Linked DNA regions of Gossypium hirsutum: region 2 is linked to region 1. A link is a contact called in public Hi-C data. All regions are on one chromosome and are shown on one strand. The core of a region is the stretch at or near the end of the contact, and the rest is flanking DNA. Distances in the headings are between cores, read along the strand shown.

Region 1 (3,557 bases), core at 360-2,859:
GCCAAGTTTTCAGAGACAATCAACGGAAACAAACCAATCAGCTCTATATCTCTAATTCAAAATACTAGATGCTTACTGCTAGCAGATGAGCTGAGCGGTTCTGAATTTCACCAACTATGCTACTATGCACGCTAATAACCGTGGGTTTCTTTTGATTCCATGCTGCTGCTGCTGCTGCTACTGGGGGGTCCTTTTTCTTTTCTTGGTAACTTTGTACAGGGCCCACTACAAGGGAATGAGCCTTTGGAGTGGTAGCTGCTTTAGCAGGGAAACGAGGTGGTGGCGGAGGTGGTGGCAGCGATGGCAGCGGTGGTGGTGGAGGCGGTGGCTGAGAGTAAGTTATTGGTGCGATTGTCTGATGGCTGGCATCTTTGGGAGCCAAAGAAGCAGTTGGCCGTGGTGGCACTTTAATTGTTCTTGCCTCCCCCCTCGTAACTTTTGGGTGTTCCAATTTGTTGGCAATGAGTTTCTGAATGTCCTTGAATTTGGGGCTCTGGTGCTCTCCACTTGACTCCCTCTTCTTTCAGTAAATACATGCATATATATTATATATATGAAGTTGTTAGAAATCACAAAGAAATGAAACTTGAAAGGAATTATAGTACATATTAAGGATCTAACCTGCAGGTGCACCTGGTCGGGGTGAGGGTCAGGGTCAGGTTGAGGGCTTGAAAGAGCTGCTATCTTGTCTTCAGCAGCAGCAAGGTCCTCCTTAAGCTTTCTGTTAAGAGACTCCAGCTCCATATTCAAGCTCCGAGCCCCATCCAATTCTGCCCTCAAACCCATCACCTGAGTCTGCAAATCTTTAACCAAACCCTCACTACAACTTAGCTTCTCTTTCAGTTCATCAACAGTACTATTCTTCTCTGTTGTTGAGCTTGAATTAGCACTAGAACGCCTAGGCTTTCCAAATTGTTCCACAACTCTACCCTTGTGATAGCACCCACCTGCTGGCAGTTGGTCCCCAGATTTAGGCTTGTTCATCATCATCACAGACTTCCTACTGTTTTTGGTGGTGTCAGGGGGTACACTTTTGGGCCTAGCTGCTGACTGATCTTTAGGCTTGGAGTTAACTCTAAAGCTCGAAGGGGTGGTGCTCCGCTGCTGCGACATGGGAATGGAAGCAACCTTGCAGTCAGCTGGTTTTAGCTTTGCTGTTGGCTCATGCTGCTTCATAGGGGGTAATCAAATTTCTCCAACTTGACTTCAAGAGTCTTGCATTGCTTGATATTGACTTGATTATGAAGAAAATCAGGTGCCCCTGTAACTGGAAATGCAAGAAAGAAAAGGTAGACTGCTCGTACAAGTTATGTAAAACGCTAACAGATATTGATGCTTATCTCTTGTGTTTCCATTAGCAATATGCGAAACCCGTGGGAGGACTGTCAACATCTCATCGTCTGACTGACCACCCAGCAATTTTTAATGGCTGCGCAACCAAACAAAACAAAACCAAACCAAAACAACATTTTATTTCATTACATTACATTATATCCTGCCAGCACTCTATATGTCGACAATATTTGACAGATGTGAGATGAAAAACCCTCTTCGGTGGCCAGGTGTAGGACTTTCAGAACCAAGCAAAATTACTCGAATAATTGAGACTTACATGGTAGTTACAGATCATCTATTAAATGAAATTATCGATAAAACTTGAAATCTAATTAACTAATGGCTGAAAATTTTATCCAGAATGGGAAAGATAATGAGTAGGTTTGATGGGAAATGTTGTTCCATTAATTACGCATCACCCAAAATGCTTTGATATCATCATGCACCCCAACAGATTCATTCTATAATTCTCCAATGTGAAAATCTTTTTCAATTTATTACTCAGTTTGTTAATATACAATTACATGCTGTTATTGGTACATAATTCTTTAATGTTAAATTTAAATGGGAAAGGGTGTTGGAGGGTGACTAAACTACAATACGATGGTGATATATCCTTAAAAGATGGGGTTAGTGGTACAACGATGTAACAATGCGTACGCCTTAATCATACTCAAAAATAGATTTCGGTTCAAGTTGTCTCATCAAAATCTACCAATGTAATGATTGGTTCAAAGTTACGTTAGTGCAAAAACATCTCCATTAGGCTATTAGCTAGGGTAGGTTGGCGCATCTTCCCTTCTTCCCCCTAACTATTATAATGGTGTGTTTTAAGCCTTGCATGACCCGACACCTCGCCCCCTATGCACCCTCATTTCATCGGACCTATCTAACAGGCCCACAAAAGCCCACTTATCTTTTCTCTTTTTCTACAACCACACGTGTTCACTTTACCATCCCAAAGGTCAATATCACTTTACTCAAAAGGAAACCAGTATACTCCCCACATCGGTTAGAATGAGAATCAATTCGTGCATAAGAATTGAACCAATTTTGAATAACAGTTCAGATAACCAATAAAAAAATTTAAAATGAAAGCAAAAAAGAATTCAATGATGGAATCAGTTTTATAATTTTTTTTATGAGGTTTTAATTATTTATTTAACTATTGTTAGATCTGTAGTCTGATAAAATCGATAATCTAACTAATTTAACTAACAATCTAATTATTAAAACATTGATCACACTTATAGATTAAAAGTTTGAAAGTTTAAATAAGTTCAAAGTTTTTGTACTTAGCATATATTTGATATTTAGCCCTTACACTTTTATTTTCAAAAGTTTAGCCTCTCCACTTTTTAAACTTAAAAATTCAAATCTAGTTGTTAAAATTATTCAATTAAATAACATTTTAAAGCTAAAAAAAAATACAATTGTTAGCCATGTAACGAAAATATGATATTATAATGGATCTAAATTTAAAACAAAATTTTAACGATGTTAATAATTTTAAAAAATTTCATGTCAATCTTTTTATTAAAATAAAGTATATAGGCTAACCAATAACAATATAAAAGTCGAAGTATCAAATTATATTAAAAAATTAAAATACAAAGATTAAATAAAAAGTTTAAACAATTTAACCATTCTCAAATAACCTCAAACATAAAAAATTAATAACTTATAAATGCGAATGAAATTCATTTTATATATAGTATAGATTTACTTGCCAGATAAACCTAAGTTGGTTTAATTGTTTGAATATTTATTAGCATTTAGTGAGAATAAATATTTGAATATTAATAATTTTTAAAACATCGGTAGATAAAAATCAATTCTCTTTTTTTTTTTATAGTTATGGTCACTCTAACATTGGTAATAAACATCAAAAATCACTATTAATTCTAATAGTAATTAATCGGAACAAAAATCACAGTTAACAGTAGTAACAGTAGGTTGGAACAAAAACCATAATTCACTCCAATAACTGTTCTTAATTGTTTTAATCTCATGTGACTTTTAATTTTTTTTATGAGGTTTGTGACGTAAGTTATGCTTTCAATAAAGTTTAGACCTATTACTTTTAATAATTAATATTATATTTTAATTATCGATTAGTATGGGAATTGTTGTCAAATGTAGCAAGTCGTGAGTTTAGGTGCACTAGAAGCATTATCCTCCTATTTATGAGTTGGGAAAAAATTATAGGTAATTTTAAGTAT
Region 2 (3,557 bases), core at 282-2,781, 180 kb before region 1:
CCACAAACTGAGCCCCCAAGATGATCCCATTGGCTCTGAAAGAAAAGATCATGGAATCCATCACTTCCCGGATCCTTTAGAGGCCCCAAATCAAACAAAGCAGACTTTATCTCCTCATTAGAGATAGGCTTACTTAAAAATTAGACCTCGCTATCCTCAAGCTGTAGGAATGAACTAGTAGAAAGTCCCCTTATCGGTCACAGATTTTCACTATATAGATTCTTGAAGAAGCAAATTGCCTCATGTTGCAAGCCTTCCTTATCAAAGATCCATACCTCTACCTCAGTTTTCGAAGTCGTAATTCAATTCTGCTTTCTTCTTCCAAGAGTGCGCCTGTGAAAAAATTAGTATTTCAGTCACCCAAAGAGAGCCAATCACATATCGCCTTCTATTTCCAAAGAAGTTCTTTATGGCACAAAACCTGTTCCAGCTCCTCCTTAACTTCTAAATCCAACTGAAGTAGAGAATTTGACTAGGAACAATCTATTTCCCATTGAATACAGTTAAGCTTTTGAAGCAGCCTTTTTTTTTCGAAACCCAATGTGACCATATACCTGTTTGTTCCACTCTTTTAGTTGATTCGTAAAGTTTGCCACTGTATTGAACATCGAGCCATTAAAGTTCCCATTCTTCTTAACAAAGTAAAAAAATTTCCAGTGTTCAATCCATCTTGCCAGAAAACGAAAAGGTGATCCCATAACAGAATGAAGCATAGGTTGAAGAGTCAAGACCAAAGGCCTGTGATCAGCTATGAGTCTGGAGAGGTGAGTCACAAAATAATTTGGGAAAGACACAAGCCACACATAATTTTCGATAGCTCTGTCAAGTCGTTCATAGACTCCACTTCTACAACACGTGAATGGAGCACATTTGAATCCAAAATCATGAACCCCTGTCGAATCTACAAAGTTCCCAAAATAAGAATATCTTTTTCCACTAACTCGCCCACCCTTCTTTTCACTGGAGGCTAAAAGTGCGTTAAAATCTCCAACTACCATCCAATGATAGCCATTACCCAAAAAATTCGCCTTTAAAGCATCCCAAAGACACCTCCGTTTACGACAATTAGGGCTACTGTAAACAAAAAAGAACAAAAATAGGTCGTTGAGGAACTATCAAAAACACAAGTCAACTTTTCCACTATTAACTATTATTTCTAAAAGACCAATAATATCCGATTTATACTCCTGATTATACTCATGAAAAATCCACGGAAACTTGTTACTAACACACCCTTAAAAGTTCCAAGAAAAAATAGATAAACTCATATATTAATAAAAATAAAGAAAGTTAGAAAACTAACCGCAAATACTGGTAAATAGCCTTCTTCACGGCTTTTCCCATCACGGTTCAAATTTCCCTTCTCAATCTCAATGTCAATCTGCGAGCAAATGAGTTTGGCCATGGAGTTCATAGAATCTGATAATGGAACCCTCGCATTACTAGAGTTTTTAAAACATCCCCCATGGTTCAAAATGATTTTGTTGATAACGCCGCCACTACAGACAGATCCACCCTTAGCCCTTGATCCTTCCCTTTTGAAATCAAAATTCCTTTATACCTCCCAATCAAATCAGCATCTTCATTGGAACTGATAATTTTGGGTACCTTATTCTCCTTGAAAATAACAGCTGAATATCTCCTAGGGTCGAGGACCTCACTGTTAAGTTTCACCACTGCCTCCACTGGATCATTGGAAGTTGGATTAAAATGAGAATTAACACCCAACATGGTGAAATCATCATTAATATTCGAAACCCCCAAATTCTGCATTTGCTTCGTACCAACTCCCTTCACCAAAGCCAAGGAATTATCCAAGTTACCCTTATTCTCCAAGCCCCCATCTCCTCAGCCTTGTTGTCCAAGCCTAAATAAATTTGAACTTTCGATTTTTGCAATTTCCAAAACCCACGAATTTGGATCTTCCATTGGTGGTCCATTTAGTATGTCCATATTATTTGATCTAGGCCCAAAGTCCACCACATTAACATCCCCATTTGATGTCCCTGGCTTAGCCGAATTAAGCTTCCCCAAAACACTAAAAATGTTTATCATTTTCGTCACTAACTCAAAATTTTTATTAGCCCTAAGTGGTGCTCCTTGTCCCTTCTCCTTTAAGAAAACTCCTTTTTGAAAATTTACTCCCAACAAATTAACCGCCGCTGCGCCATTTTCTGATGTTTCAATTTCCAGTGAATTCAAGGCACATTCCCCAGTTACCTTATCAATGATTTGACGATTCCTTAAATTGCACCTGGATTTTTGTTCGACCAGCATCCATGGCCCAAAGGCATCAACCGGCTCCACCGCCTTGTCATTTTCCGATGGGGTTCCCGCTGTCAAAACTAAACCCACTACCGTGTTGTTCGCTAAGCCAGAGCCAAGGCAAAGGTTTTGCAAGTGTCAGAACCTGCCACACAAAAAACACACTAACAGAAGTGATTCGAATTCAATCCTCTGAACCATGCCATTAACTTGGATCTGAGAGTTAGAGGTTTTCCAGCAAATTTCCCCCTTGAGCCCTTGTTCGTCTGAAAATCAAGTTTAATGACCTTACCTATTAATCCCTCTATTTCCTCAAGAACACGCTATTTGTAAAGATAGTCGGGTAGATCAGGTAACCGAACCCAAACCATAGTACTGCTGGGAAAAGCCTGAAAGGGATTAAATTCCGAAGTCCACGATTGGACTGTGAGATACTGCCCGAGCACGATCATGGCCCCTAGGTAAGAACTTTCTCGTAATCATCTCGGCTTTGAAATTTAACCAGGAAGTATCCATTCTCCACATCCATGAGATGGAATTGTTCACATCCATGAGATGGAATTGTTGCGAGGGTTTCCAAAAGGTGTGGATCCTATTTTGCAATAGAGTATATGATAGGTTCCGACCCAATAACTTAACCACCACTGTGGTCGCCATATCTCTAACGAGATTTTGTTGAACCCTTTCAGATAAGTTGATTGTCCAAATTCCATTAACATTAGACTTCGTGACATCTCCTTCTATAAACTCAAAGTCTTCATCACAACTAGATCTGAAAGTCCCTTGGCCCAAAACTTTGTCTCTCCAAGACATTCCTGGTGTTAGAGTTGAATCTAGACTTTTTTTAGTGTTTCTATTGGTTATCACCTCTAGTGTTCTCAATCATCTCCAATCAGTCATAAGCTTTAATACTTTTTACTTTCATAAAATTTTGATTGTAAGGTTGATGACGAAAAATATATTTAATATGAATAGTATACAATTATATGAAAAGTGATAAATATGTCAAATTGCATATTTTTTGTGCTTAATTTGGTTTATTGATGAACTGAACCCTGCTAATTAAGTATTTTTATGATTTAATTAGTGGAATGGGCCAAAGCGAAAAGATGGAGCAAGCCAAGGATTAGTTATAAATTTGACTTTGTAAAAAGCCAAAAATAGGAAATTCTATTTTAAGTTTATTTTAATTTTATTTATTTTTAATTATTATTATTTTAAATTCTATATTAATTTTCTTAAGTTATTTTTAGTAAACCCTATCTATATAAATAGGGTGTTTTAGTTCTTAG

What was found. Hi-C and Micro-C count contacts between places; a contact is called where the count stands out from the background.
Region 2: a Hi-C map of leaf shows a contact between it and region 1, with 1.6 times the contacts expected there. The contact joins the promoter of LOC107951562 here to the promoter of LOC107951552 in region 1. A contact is called at or near these places in 3 of 34 Hi-C or Micro-C datasets (hypocotyl and leaf).

What each region holds. Positions count from the first base shown.
Region 1 is chrA02:9,586,591-9,590,147 of Gossypium_hirsutum_v2.1, reverse strand. LOC107951552 (protein CHUP1, chloroplastic) reads right to left here and starts at 1,609. Exons shown (of 7, transcript XM_016886637.2): 1 at 622-1,609; 2 at 77-517. The coding sequence starts at 1,176.
Region 2 is chrA02:9,765,665-9,769,221 of Gossypium_hirsutum_v2.1, reverse strand. LOC107951562 reads right to left here and starts at 1,531. Exons shown (of 2, transcript XM_016886647.2): 1 at 1,304-1,531; 2 at 1-1,074. The coding sequence starts at 1,344. The coding sequence ends at 504.